Linked DNA regions of Pan troglodytes: regions 1 and 3 are each linked to region 2. Evidence: chromatin contacts called from public Hi-C data. All regions are on one chromosome and are shown on one strand. The core of a region is the stretch at or near the end of the contact, and the rest is flanking DNA. Distances in the headings are between cores, read along the strand shown.

Region 1 (4,416 bases), core at 1,431-3,930, 440 kb before region 2:
CCAGCATTAGAATAAGAAGAAAGTCTATTCAAGCAGCCCAGAGGGAAATAATTCCAGGCTGCCGGATTAGCAAACAAGAGCAAGGGAGAAAAGCCAGGAAGGTCCTCCCTCCACAGAGAAAAGTAAGAGCACAATACATTAACAGACAAGGCACCCACCCGGTGAAGGATACTTTATCAGCAATTTTTTCAGCCCACTTTCTGGGTCTTTCCAAAACCCCCTCTTGAGCTGTGATCTGCAACTAGACAGACCCTGATCAGATCCACGTGCTGGTGGAAAGGACAATTTAAAAAATGAAACTATCAAACGACAGACGGTTACAGAAGGAGGATCTTCTACCCTGATTACTTTGTTGTTGTGGGGGTGGCATGGGTGCTTGGGGACAAAAGGCATGCTGTGAAGTACCTCTCCCCACCTGGGCCTTTGGTACCCAGAATTAACAAATGGCCTGGGTTCTTATTTATTGTTTTATAAGATCACTAAAATGCAGTCTTGGGACAACAGGAAAAAAATAATAATAAAGCTCACAGAAGTGTCCTGGGCTTCTCCGCAGCCGGTCATTGTTCATTTAGTAAACAAGTGAGCCATACAAACCTCTAGGAAGCCAGGTTTGTTCAGTTTATGCGCCCTCCCAGAACTAACTGTTCTTTTGGATAAGCACGGCCCGGGCATTCCACAGACCCACAAACATCAGGCAGTGGGCAATCTGGGGTCCCGCCTAAATATCACTGCCCCCTTACTTTAAGAAATCCGCCTACAAGCAGAAAGCAGAGGTGGAGGAGGGGGATTGGAGAGCGCTGCCTCTTCCCAAGCTTCCCACTCTGAGGGATTTGGCCGAGTCCCGAGGGCACTGAGCAAGGAACCAGGAATATTGTCCTCAGGGCTCCACTGGACATTCCTGGAGTCTGTTTCCTGGGCAGGACGGCCAGGTGAGAGGCAGCCTATTACACTGCATGACCACTGCAATGAGGAACAGTAGAATGTTCCCCAGCGCCTTAAAGTACAGCCGCTGTCCATCCACGGATGTCAAAACGCTCTGCAAACCACCCATTAATTTTTATGGTGGCCTGAGAAGCAGATTGAGAATCATTACCTTCATTTTTACAAGGCAAGGAACCAAAACCACAGAGGGCGGTGAGGATCCAGGCCTCTCCCATCATTTCATCTGGGCCACGGATCTCAAGGAAAGCCCCCAGCCCACTGGGAAGGGGACTCGTGGCCAGCAGAGATTCTGCCCGGGTAGGGAGCAAGGAAAAAACCCAAACTTTGGAGCTCACAGACGGTCACAAGGGCGAGAAGGGGCGGCTGCATTCAGGGATTCTCTGGTTTAGGCAAGAATGGCTCCAGTTCTAACTTAATGTTCAAATCTGCCAGGCTGTGACAAGGCTGGTAAAAAATGTGGGATTGGGGATGGTTTCCTGTTTGCTGTTTATATTTCTCTTTATCTCTAGCTTTCTGCCCTGAGCATACATTGTTTCTGTAATCAGAACAAAAGTTATGCGAACTTTATTATTATCACGGATAAATTCTATAGTTCCAATCTGCCTACTAACTTGGAAAGAATAAGCAGGAATACAATCTCGCACAGTGTTCTTTTTCAGATCTCATCGATCCATCAGGCTCCACGACCCTCTGCTCGCTGAGTCCGGCGGCTCTCCCGCGGCTCCTCCCGCGCGGCATCTCTGGGCGCCCGACACCCGGTCAGGGCCAGCTGGGCCTGTCCCCAACCCCCGTCTACACCGCAGGCCCCGGGCTAGGAGCCGCGGGACCCAGGGTTGGGGTCCCAACAGACACCCGCCCGTGCCGCGGAGCGGGCTTCTCGGTAAACAACGCTCAGAGAACAACGCGCCTCTATCCCAGCCGGTCCCCGCCCGCGGGCCGCCGGCGCTGTCACCTCGCGGCTGCTGGGTCACCCGATCGCCAAGCCAGAAACCGGAGTTTTCAATTTCATCCTCACAGGAGGGATCTCCGAAGAAGTTGAAATATGCATTGTCACCAACAAGTTTAACCGGAGACCGCGCGTCCTTCCCTCCTCCCCAGCGCCTCTCGAGGGGGGCGCCCCGACCCCTCCACGCCCTCCCGTGGCCCCCACGGCCCCCGTGAGCCGAGCGCGCCCCCCGATTTGCGCCCGAGGACGCGTCCGGTTGCCCAGGGAGGCCACCCCGCAGGGCCGCCCGCCGGGAAGTGGCCAGAGCCGGGGTTGGGGGGCGGCCCGAGCGCACGCGGAGGGCTGCGGCTCGGCGCCCGGAACCCCGGGCCGGGTCCCTGCCCACCAGCACCAGGGAGACCCGAGCGCCCGGGGGAGCGGCGAGGGGCGCGCGAGGCTTCCCCGAAGCCGCCCCACGCCCAGGCACCCGCGCAGCCCCGAACTCCGGCGGCGGTGGCACGATCGGCGCCCGCGGCACGATCTGCGCCCGCAAGGGAGTGCAAAGCCCCAGAGCACGACCCCGCGCCCCTGCCGGCCCCCAGGGCCCTGCCGCCCGAGGCGCTCCCCGCCGCCGCCTGCCTACCTGGCTCGCATGGCGTCCCCGCCGGCTCCTGCGGCTCCGCTCGTCGGCCAGCGGCTCGGCCCAGCCGGGGGCGCGCGCGGCTCCGCGGGACTCACGGCGGCGGCGGCGGCGGTAGTGGCGAGGGGCCCGGACCGCCGAGAGTGCCGGGCGCGCTGGGCCCCCGCCTCGGCGGGCGGAGGGTGGTCCCGCGCCTGGGCGGGGGCGGGGGCGGGGGCGGGGGCGCGGGGGGCGGGGCCGGGACCGGAGCTGAGGCCGCGGAGGGGGTGGTCCCACGCCGGGGCGGGGCTTCGGGAGAGGGGCGGGGCGGGGCGCGGCCGTCTGAGGCTGGCGAGCGTGGGGCGGGCTGGGGGTGGTGCCGCGGCTCCGGGTCCCGGCGGGTATCCAGTCTGGGCGCCTCCTCTTCTTCCTCCGCCCGGAGCCGGCCAGGGTAGCGGGGCCTTGGCCGCCCGGCATCCTCGGGTCTGGGTCCCCGGTACCGAGCAGGTCTGGGTGCTGGCCCGCGCTCCTGTGCCCCCCCGCACCCCCATCTCCCACCCCTTCTCCGGGAACCCCTAGCGAGGACCCCTGGGGCGGTGCGGTCCCCCCGCGAGCGGGCGTGGGCGAGGGTCGCGCCGCGTTCGGAGACGCTTTACTACACCTTGGCTGAGGACAGTGGAGGGAAGGCAGGCGCGAGGCTGCGGGGGCCGGAGCGAAAGTTACAAACTAACAACAGGGAAGGCAGTCCGGCTGAAAATCATAAAAGGAGGAGAGTTTCCTGCGAAGCGGAATGCAGATTGAAGGGCTCTGGTCGGAATCGTTTACACTTTGTCTGACCTGGGCGCCTCTGGGCCCCCGGCGCGTAAAACAGGCCTGGCACGTAGTAGGCGCTCCATCAATGCCCAGTGAGTGAACGCACCACTTAACTATGTGGCCAGCAACGTCTATGGACCGACACATCTAATCCTAAAAAAAAAAAAAAAATCCCAATTTTGGCTAGTCCATTTCACACGAGTAAACTAGAGCTCGGAGGGTTGGTTCGCCACAGCAGGAGAAGGGTAGAACCAGAATCTGAACCGAGGCCGACTCCAGAGGCTGGGGTCTAACCACTGCGCCACTGCCTGGGGCCCTCGGGACTGCGCCCACCCCCACCCCGGGAACCCGGAGCCCAGAAGAAAGCGCGGGTCTTTGCCGGGGAAGAAGCCAACATTTGTTGCTCCTGGTCCTGAGCGAGACACACACAGTCAGTCCTCACCATTAACCCCGAAGCAGATATTGTTATTGTCCCCGTTTTATAGGTGGCTTGAGACGTGCAGCACTATGTTATGATCGCATGGGGCGTGCCAGAGTCTGAATTCAAACCGGGTATGTTCAGACTCCCGAGCCCCTGCGGCTGCCCCTAAGCCCTGCCGCTCCTGCCGTCTGGGAGACCTTCCTTTCCCTAAGGAATCTGGTTTTCTGCCACTCCATTTGAAGTCTGTGTTGAAGTTTCAGGAGACACAGGTGGACAGAGGCACCGACCTAGGGCTCGGGAGAAGGGTGGACATTGCTGTTCCGATTTTGGTGTCATCTGTGTGTAGATCATGGAATTCCTGAAAATGGATACGAGTATCCCTAAAATACATGCCGCAGATTTTAAAAGGAGGCAGTGAGGCGAAGGGGCAGGTGGAGGAAGCAGAGAAGCCTCCGAGCAGAGGAGAGTTTCTGGGTGGCTAGGAGGTCTGATTGGTGTAGGGATGTGTCTGGAATGTGCTTGAATCTCTGGCAAGTTATCTCGCCTCTCTGTGACTCAGTTTCCTAAATGAGTGTAAAAATGAAAGGCAGCATGTAAAGTGCTCAGCAGACTGCCTGGCACACAGTAGCTTTCAGTAAGTTTTAGCTACTATTAGTACTGCTATCCCAAATGACATCCACACTGTGTTTTTTAAAA
Region 2 (4,833 bases), core at 39-2,538:
GGTGAGCTGTCCGAGTTACTCGGGGCAGGTAGGTCTTCTAATCCCCCATCGCGGCCTAGGTCCGACCCTGCCCCAACCGCCGCCACCGGGCAAGAAAGGCTGGGCCTCCAGGGTGCCCTGGGCACAGGCCTGGGCTCCGGAGGGCGGCGCTGGCCGGGTGCAGCCCCCTGGAACCCAGGCAGGAGGCGAGCCTGGGCGTCACTGGGGGCCGGGGCCGGCGACAGCCGCGGCGCGAGGGTGGGAGGGGACGCGCCCGGCTGGATCCAGAGCGCAGGCTGGCAGCTCACCGAGGCCAGCCCCGTCCCGTCCCTTCTGGGGTTTGGAGGCCCCAGCCTCGCCGCCCTCACTCCCCAGAGCGGCGCTCTCCCAGTCACCCTGGGGGCCGCCCTGCCCCGCCTCGCGCCCACAGAGCTGGGACCCCGGGACCCACGCCCTCAGGCAGGCTGCGTCGCCCACGCCTGCGGCCCGGCGGGGCAGGGCGCGGGCTAGGACCCGGGCGGGGGTTCCGGGAGCCGAGAGCTATTTTTGCAAACGCGTCAGCCGCTGGGGAGGAAGAGCCGGCTCCGCGCCCATTGTGTCTGCGCGGCGCGGCGCGGCGCGGGAGGGGCCGGGGGGCGGCGGGGACGCAGCGAAGCGCGCGAAAACCGCGGGCTGGGCGGGGAGGACCGCGCCTGACCCCCGGCGGCGGGCGGGGCGGGGCCCGGGGCGGGGCAGGGGGCGGGTCCGGGGAGGGGCGCGAGGGGGCGGGTCCGGGAGCCCTCCGGCCGCTGCAGGCTGGCGGCTGCTGCGGCGGCGCGGGGACTGCGGGGACTGTGAGGCGGCCGAGCGGACAGCGACTCCCGGGGAAGCCCGCGCCCCGGGAGCGGGAGCAGGAGCAGGAGCAGCGCCGTCCCAGGCCAGAAGCCAGCGCCGGGCGCCGGGAGAGGGGAGAGCCCGGGCAGCTGCCGGAGCGCGGGGGCGCGGCCCGAGGAAACCACAGAGCGAGCCCAGGCCTGGGGAGGGCGCCGGGCGCGAGCCTCCTGCGCCGAACATCTGAGGCGGCTTCGCGGGAGACAAAGCCGGGCGTAGACGCGATGCCCGCCGATCGCGAGCCCGGCCGGCGAGGGCGCGGGGACTGCGGCGTCTGAGCGCGCCAAGCCGTGCGCCCGCGGGGACGCCGAGCCCCGGGGCCGGTGCGGGCGGCGGCGGGCGGGGCCCAGGTGCGCCCGGCCGCGTCGGGCCCGTGACTGCTCGGGGGGCGGCGCCCTCCCGCCGCAGCCGCAGCGGCCGGCGCCGCAGCCAGGAGCCATGGGCAACATCTCCTCTAACATCTCGGCCTTCCAGTCCCTGCATATCGTCATGTTGGGCTTGGACTCGGCCGGCAAGACCACGGTGCTCTACCGGCTCAAGTTCAACGAGTTCGTGAACACGGTGCCCACCATCGGCTTCAACACCGAGAAGATCAAGCTGAGCAACGGCACGGCCAAGGGCATCAGCTGCCACTTCTGGGACGTGGGCGGCCAGGAGAAGCTGCGGCCGCTGTGGAAGTCCTACAGCCGCTGCACGGACGGCATCATCTACGTGGTGGACTCGGTGGACGTGGACCGGCTGGAGGAGGCCAAGACGGAGCTGCACAAGGTGACCAAGTTCGCCGAGAACCAGGGCACGCCGCTGCTGGTCATCGCCAACAAGCAGGACCTGCCCAAGTCGCTGCCGGTGGCCGAGATCGAGAAGCAGCTGGCGCTGCACGAGCTTATCCCGGCCACCACCTATCACGTCCAGCCGGCGTGCGCCATCATCGGCGAGGGCCTCACCGAGGGCATGGACAAGCTCTATGAGATGATCCTGAAACGCAGGAAGTCCCTCAAGCAGAAGAAGAAGCGGTAATGCGCCCGGAGCGACCGGGGAGCGAGCGAGTGCGTCAAGAAAGAATGGATGGGTGGATGGATGGATGGATGGATGGATGGATGGATGGATGAGCGAGAACCCGCGCCCGCGAACAAAGAGCGAACCAAAGCGATGCTTCGAATTTTTAAAACGGAATCTCTGCACCCAAATGCAGGACTGGTGACTTAAGGAGCTGCGAAGTCTGATTTACCGGCCTGCTCTCGACCTGCCCCCCACCCCCAGCTCAGGGGACCTTTTGTCTGAACGCCAGAGCTACTGACCAGGTCGGGGGGCCGCGGTGGGGAGTGGAAGAGCCGGTCCTGCTGTCCGCCCTCCCAGCCCCAGGTGGAAGGCTCAGTTGTCGGAAAGACAAAAGCGATTTCTTCCCACTCCTGCAGGGCCAGAAGTTCAGGCTGCCCCGCCCCCACTGGGGGATCGCACCTGTGAATTACCTGAGGTATGCATTTCCCAGAACCGTGGGCGTACCCACCTTGGGGGGCATGTTGGTTCTGGGGGGACCACGTCTCCTTGCATTCAGGGGCTGTGAAGCTGAGTAATTTTCGGTCACAGGGCAGGCCCCTGTTGAAATTTCATTTGTCCTGCTCTGGACCCAAAGGTGGTGGTGGTTTGGGTCATCAGAGGACTGCCTGGGACGGCTCAGCGGGCACGGAGCGCTGTGCTGGCCTGGCTGGGGATGGCCGCGGAGGTGCCCTTTTCCTGGTGCTTTGTGGTGGCTGCAGAAGACCAGTTTTGTTGAGAACTGCTTTTCAGCCTGGAATCAGACATCTTCCAGATGGTTTGGACCCTGTCCATGTGTAGGTCATTATCACACAAAGAGACCAATAAAAATAAAAAATAAAAAAAAAGACGAACTATTGGAGGTGGTGGCCAATGATGCATTTACTGTTTGCAGGATAGTTAAAGGTGTTTAAAGGGTAAGGCTTCTGGTGTAAATGCTGGATGGGGTGTGTGTGTGTGTGGTTATAGGGACCTCCCTCTGTACTGTGTAATCGGCATTAATACCTAGACTCATATGTATGGAATTTTAAATTCTCTTAGCCTACTGATTGGTTTGGATGAGCACACCAGCTGCAGGTGTGTGCTGAATTGCAAGATGGTATTTTTTTTTTTTTTTAACCAAGGGATGTCTCTTGTAATACTAACCGCGTGATAATGGGTTTTCAGACATGTTGGAAAAAAAAAAAAAAACTTTTACAAATGAATACTTACCTTAGAAATATTCACCTTAGGAAAAAAGACTTTGCTCTGCCCTTTTATATTCCTTTATGCTGCAAGTGGCGACATGTTCAGATTTCTAATTTGGTTCATTGTGGCCTATCTGGTTTAAGTATTTCATTAAAAATGTCTCGTTAGAGTATTTGATGTCATGCACCAAAAAAATAAAACCCCACCTTGTTGCAAAAGCTGACCTCGTTGCATGGAATTAAAAGAGAAGGAAAAACACAAGGATGAAGTCTTTCCGAATTCATTCTTGTAGGAACTGGCCTTCGGAGCCAGCCAGCACTTTGGGCAAATGCAAACAACAATGAGTGCTTGAGATAAAAGAAAGTGTGACGTCATGGTCACTGGTACTCAGGCACTTCACAGTTTACTTGAAAGAGGCTTTGGAAAATAGATAAAGTGAAAGAAGAATAAATACATATTTTTAATAATGTAATTTTAAAAATCCTTTATAATCAGGACTGAGTCTTGGTTTGCAGAAGCTGTCATTTACCCTGAAACACAGTATCAAAAGGGGAAACTTAAAACATACTGTTTGATTTTTTTATTTCCTCTTACAATCCATGTTTTCAGGTAGAATTATGACTTTCCCCCCATTGTTACACATTTCTTTACAAAGGAGGCCTGTAGAAATTGGACACGATCATGCTTGAGCATGTGAGTTAGTCAAATTATGAGTCCCTGCCTATTGTCCATTACACACCGAATGTTAATTTAAGAACCAGAGGCAGAAGTTCTGGCTTCCTGCTTGAAACCCAATTCTTATATGAAATTTTTTAAAAGCAGAAACCTAGCAGCCCATCTGCTTTTTCTCTTTTGTCGGTGTATTTGGTACCCCTCCAATGCTGGTCTTTTTGTAGAAACTCAGTAGAGAAAGTCTAGCTAAGCAGTGTTGAAAAGCCTGCAAGATTTCAGTTTACATATCGACAGCATATCCACTGATTTCTAAATGGGCTGGTCCCATCATCTGAAGATTCTGTATAGAATTATTAAAAAAAAAAATCCATCTTTCTTTATTTTCTTCACATGCGACAATTTCTTAAGCACTTTGACATTTTGGTAGTTCCACACTATTGAGAGAATAATATATTTATTTTGTGACATTGCAGATGCCAAATACTGTAACCTTCTCGTGATAACAATACTTAGGTTCGAGATCACTGTTCAAACCCTGTCATGCTTTAAAACTGATGCAAGATGATTTTGTTTTTTGCATAATCAATACTTAAGGGTGCAATCAACTGTTAGTAATTGTGCAGTAAAGTAAAGCCCTGTGGTGTATCAACTACTAGTTAAGAGTCTCAGTTGATTTCTGTAATGTTTGACCTAATAATAGCCCGTTTCGTCTCTGACCCAACAGAGGAAGCACAGATCAAATCACCTTGGAGTGGTCACCAGGGGGACAGGGAGCTCCCCACCAATGTATCAATGGGTGATTTATGATGCCTTCTGCCCTTTGGCGAGTGAATGGGTTTCCCATAGGGGAAGCTGGCCTCCCTCCGTGAGCTTTGGAAATGTTTTCTAATAGACACAGGGAGGCCAGTTCTGTTTCGGAGCAATTATCTTCCCAAATTCTCTGTTCTGGTGTTGGAACTGTGTGCCCTGGTTTCTGTTTTCCTTTCTACTGCTGTAATTCTCTGTCTCATCATCCTTCTCTTTTGTTTCCATAGCCTTTTATAATGCATATATGATGCTGTGAACAGAAATAAATTATTTATACAATCA
Region 3 (4,309 bases), core at 1,205-3,704, 360 kb after region 2:
GTTGTTAAAAACACAAGCATGGAGCTTAGTGTATTTGAGGTTGGGGGAAGGAGTTGGGGACAGCCACACATCAAATAATCACATATATTAGTATATAATTACTAATTAAGATGTTACGATGAAGGAAGGACGGAGGTGCTGGAGGGCATTTCAGAAGGTCTTGACTGAATGACGGAGGGATCGGGAAGGCATGGCCACAAAAGGCTTCCCTAAGAAAGTGACATTTTAGCTAAAATCTGAGAATAGTTCCAAGCCCTTCTAATCACTGTAGTTTTTACACTATCTTGCCAGTAGTTTAAAATTCGATGCTTTAAAACTTAATTTGAAAGAGACGATATTTTGTATCCAAATAACACCAACAGCAAAAGACATGAATTTAATTTCTACTTGCAAGCCAGAGTCTCCCGGCACAGGAGGCTGCCCATGCCGCCTCATGCCTGCCATCCCTGGAGAGGACCAGACAGATGGTGCAGAGCCCCACTGTGCCAACCAGGGACCTTTGGGACAAGGAGCCAGGCTGAACCCAGAACGTCCCAGCTGGGGACCAAGTGCTTCTGGGTGGAGTGATTTTGCCATTGTGCTGGCGCCAGAGGGCTGTGAAGACTTACATTCAGCATGCCCCTTTGAGGGGTTTTACCAGAATTAAAGGGCTTTCATGGCTTGACCTAATTGTCCTGGGCTGTGGAATTCTTTTTGGTTCCTAGTCAGTGTTCTCACCAAGACCCAACTAGTATAACAAACTTGCTATCGTTGCAGGAAAAAGAACCCATCTCAATGAAATGAGTCACTGGTTGGAAATGTAACCTGCAGGCATTGGAGGCTGAGGGAGTTCTAATTTCTCAAAGAACAAAGGCAGGCAATTTGACAGCTTTTGTTGACTGTCACAGAAATTTCCTGTGAGAGGGAGTCAGTTGCTTCATCTCAAGGAGGTCTGAAGAGGTAACAAGTAGTTTTTTTTGTTTTTTGGTTTTTTTTTTTCAATTGAACAAAATTTATCTAAAACATTTTTCAGCTGGGCACAGTGGCTCACGCCTGTAATCTCAGCACTTTGGGAGGCCGAGGCAGGCGGATCACCTGAGATCAGGAGTTCAAGACCAGCCTGGCCAACATGGGGAAAATCCATCTCTACTAAAAAATACAAAAATTAGCCGGGCTTTGTGGTGTGCACCTGTAATCCCAGCTACTTGGGAGGCTGAGACAGGAGAATTGTTTGAACCCTGGACGTGGTGTTGCAGTGAGCCGAGATTGCGCCACTGCACTCCGGCCTAGGTGGCAGAGTGAAACTGTCTCAAAAAATAGCATAATCCCATCTCTGTCACCTACTTGTTGAATGTGTTGACGAAAAGAGTCAAGTTCTGTAAAATCTTTGAAGAGCTTTATTCTGAGCCAAATATGAGTGACCAATGGCCCATGACACAGCCCTCAGGAGATCCTGAGAACATGTGCCCAACGTGATCAGGGACAGTTTAGTTTTATATATTTTAAGTAGACATAGGCATCAATCAAATTCATGTAAGATGAACATTGGTTCTGTCCGGAAAGGTGGGTCAACTGGAAGCTGCAGGGCTTGGAGTGGAGGAGGATTCCAGATCATCAGCAGATTCAAAGATTTTCTGACTGGCAATTGGTTGAAAGAGTTAAGTTATTGTCAGAGGACTTAGGAATGTCTGGGTTAAGATAAAGGGTTGTGAAGACCAAGATTTAATCATGCATGTGAAACCTCCAGGTGGCAGGCTTCAGAGAGAATACACTGTAAATGTTCTATCAGTAACTCCAAAAGGGAGGAGGGCATAATGAGGCATGTCTGACCTCTGACCCCTGCCTCCCATCATGGCCTGAACTAGTTTTTCAGGTTAGCTTTGGAATGTCCTTGCGGAGAGGAGGGGTCCATTTAGATGGTTGAAGGGCGCAGAATTTTTCTTTCTTTTCTTTTTTGGTCTACAAATGACTTTGAACAAACTTTGTAATTTCCTTGTGCCTCAGTTTCCTCATCTATAGAATGACAATGACGGTAGTACCCAGCCCATTGTGCTTGTGTGAGGATTAAATACATTGATCTGTGGAAAGTGCTCAAAATGGTGCTTGGCCAGTGGTAAGAGTGACATGGGTGTTATTAGAAGCATCCTGAAAACCATCCTGGGGGCTGCAGGGTAGGCCTGGGCAGCAGGCTTAGAGCACAGCCCCTTCTCGGCCTTCAAGAGCTCTTCCTCCCTGAGGCCCGTGGGGAGGCCACAGAGACCCGTTCCGTGGTCCCTGGCTGCACTGCACACAACACTCCCACCACTGCTGACCTCCTGGTCTCTCTCACGGGCTGTGCCCCACATCCTCGGCTGCGGTCACTGCACATGAATGTAAAAGCTGCTGCACAGGAAGGGTTGAAGGAGGGTGTGATCCTTGGGTGAAGTCCTAATCCCCACCGCCAGCCTCACTGGTCTCCCACAGACAATCAAGATGACAATGGCCACTTCCCAGGGTGGCGGCCAGGGTTGGAGGAACCAATCCCAGGTCCCAGGTCCGAGGCGGTTGTTGGGCCTTATCGATGCCTGATCGCCATCTAGTGCCCGATAAGAGTCACTGAATCTCTCCCATTACAAACAGCTGGTAACGGTGAATGCAGGACTGGAAGAATCCACTGAAGTCGTTTAGGCTTGGGGCCACCCATTTTAGGAATCCCTTCTAAAGAATCCCGATCCAGTTTCTGTTTAGAGTTTGATACCGGACTCTGTTGCATTTTTTAAAACTCTAGGTGTGAAAATCCTATTCCTCAGCTGGAGTCTTATTCCTTACATTTTAACATGCAGTTTTACCCCAAAGGTCCCCAAAATGAATAGCAATAGAGAGGAGAAAGTGTCCAAGTGGGGGAGGCCTGACTCTTGTTGTATACTTGGCTGATATGAGATCACTGTTTCTAAGCATTCAATTCCTTTTCATTTCTTTCTGTCAATTAAGCAGCTCCTGCATTTCAGCTAAGATCCGGGAATAGAAAGGTAACAAAAAATGCACAGACTTTGCTCTCACCAGGCTGAGGCAAGGCCAGCTAAGAGAAAGCTACAGTCAACTGGATGGGAAGTGGGAGAATGAGACCCACGTCCTCAGTCCCCACTGCACCCAGCAATCACCAGGGATCACCCAGGAACCTTTAAACTGATGGCCAGGCTGCCTCCCAGATGCTCACATCTGACTCTGCAGGCCAGGCTTTGACCTTTGAAGCCCCCTGTCGTGCAGGTGCCCCATGGAGGGTGGGATTAACCGCCATCCAAAATTGGTTAGGCTGCCCAGACTGGTCCCTTCCATTGTTAGGATGTGAAAAGGGTCACATAACGTGACTTTCTTGGGAGATCAAGTTGGGCTCCATACAGTCCAGGGGGCTTGAGAAAATTAAGTAGGTGCAATGGCAGTGGCATTGGTTCTTACTGTGGTTAAAAGTGAGCCAGCCAGGTTGAGGGTTCCTGCACGGAGGCCAGGATTTGAACTCCCCACGGGCACTCAGGCACCCAGGGCGGAGGCATCAATGTTCTCATCAACTTGCCTGGATGTGGTTCCAGCAGGAGGGAAAGAGAACGGATTGAAAGCCATCAGTGGTCAAACATAAAAAATGGAGTCTTTCTCTTTGTTATCTTCCCCCAGGTCATCGCAGACAAGCCTGAGAACCACTCGATCAGATGGTCCATGTTTCCCCAGCCACCGAGGAGAAGAATCACCCTAGGGAACTTACTCAACACTGATTCCCATGCCTCAACCCACATCCACTGATGAGCATTTCCAGGGATGAGGCTGGTCATCTGAGCATCTGTCCAAGGGGTTCTTATCATCTGGCAGGTTTGAGGAGTGCTGGGCTTGATTCTGGCTGCAGGAATGCACAGGTCACTTCCACTGAGAGCCCCTTTACAGGTGACAAGGGTTTTTCACACACCATGTGACTGACCTTCACACTGTGAGGCAGAAAGGGGAATGTTCGCCCTCATTTTCAGATGGGGAGCCAGGAGCTCAGGGACATCAGAGGAACCCCGGAAACAACAGTGCTGGGAGCCTGGAGGCTCAGCTTCTGCGTCATGCTCCCCATCAGACCTGGCGGGTTTTGCAGTCACTCCTCCACACTTACTTTTTCCTTCACTGTGCATATTGGGTCCTGCAAGAACAATCCCAAGAGATCAGGCCCTGGTCTGGAACAAGGAATCGGCCGTCAAGATGGCCCGGGGCTCACTGCCAGGATACAAGTGTCTCAGCTGCACGTAACCCAGGAGGGGCGGTGCTGCCCAGCTGGTCTCCTCTTCTCTAAAGGCAACACAAGCAAAAGGCTTTCTTGGTG

What was found. Hi-C and Micro-C count contacts between places; a contact is called where the count stands out from the background.
Region 1: a Hi-C map of stem cell-derived neural progenitor cells shows a contact between it and region 2, with 4 times the contacts expected there. The contact joins the promoter of SH3BP4 here to the promoter of ARL4C in region 2. A contact is called at or near these places in 1 of 7 Hi-C or Micro-C datasets (stem cell-derived neural progenitor cells) and 1 of 1 datasets of contacts at active chromatin or transcription factors (stem cell-derived excitatory neurons).
Region 3: a Hi-C map of stem cell-derived neural progenitor cells shows a contact between it and region 2, with 8 times the contacts expected there. The contact joins the enhancer-like site here to the promoter of ARL4C in region 2. A contact is called at or near these places in 4 of 7 Hi-C or Micro-C datasets (blood, induced pluripotent stem cells and stem cell-derived neural progenitor cells) and 1 of 1 other capture datasets (stem cell-derived neural stem cells).

The regions. Positions count from the first base shown.
Region 1 is chr13:137,118,290-137,122,705 of NHGRI_mPanTro3-v2.0_pri, reverse strand. It overlaps SH3BP4 (SH3 domain binding protein 4), which reads right to left and starts at 2,680. Exons shown (of 6, transcript XM_016950767.4): 1 at 2,511-2,680.
Region 2 is chr13:136,676,389-136,681,221 of NHGRI_mPanTro3-v2.0_pri, reverse strand. It overlaps ARL4C (ADP ribosylation factor like GTPase 4C), which reads left to right and starts at 1,288. Exons shown (of 1, transcript XM_001151934.7): 1 at 1,288-4,833. The coding sequence starts at 1,288. The coding sequence ends at 1,866.
Region 3 is chr13:136,317,021-136,321,329 of NHGRI_mPanTro3-v2.0_pri, reverse strand. No RefSeq gene overlaps it. Among named protein-coding and RNA genes, the nearest start is that of SPP2, 85 kb to the right of the region's middle. Within about 2 kb of position 2,454, at least 5 of the 24 cell types and tissues checked have an H3K27ac peak or open chromatin away from gene starts, as enhancers often do. A contact at or near this core is called in stem cell-derived neural progenitor cells and stem cell-derived neural stem cells, where this site is marked.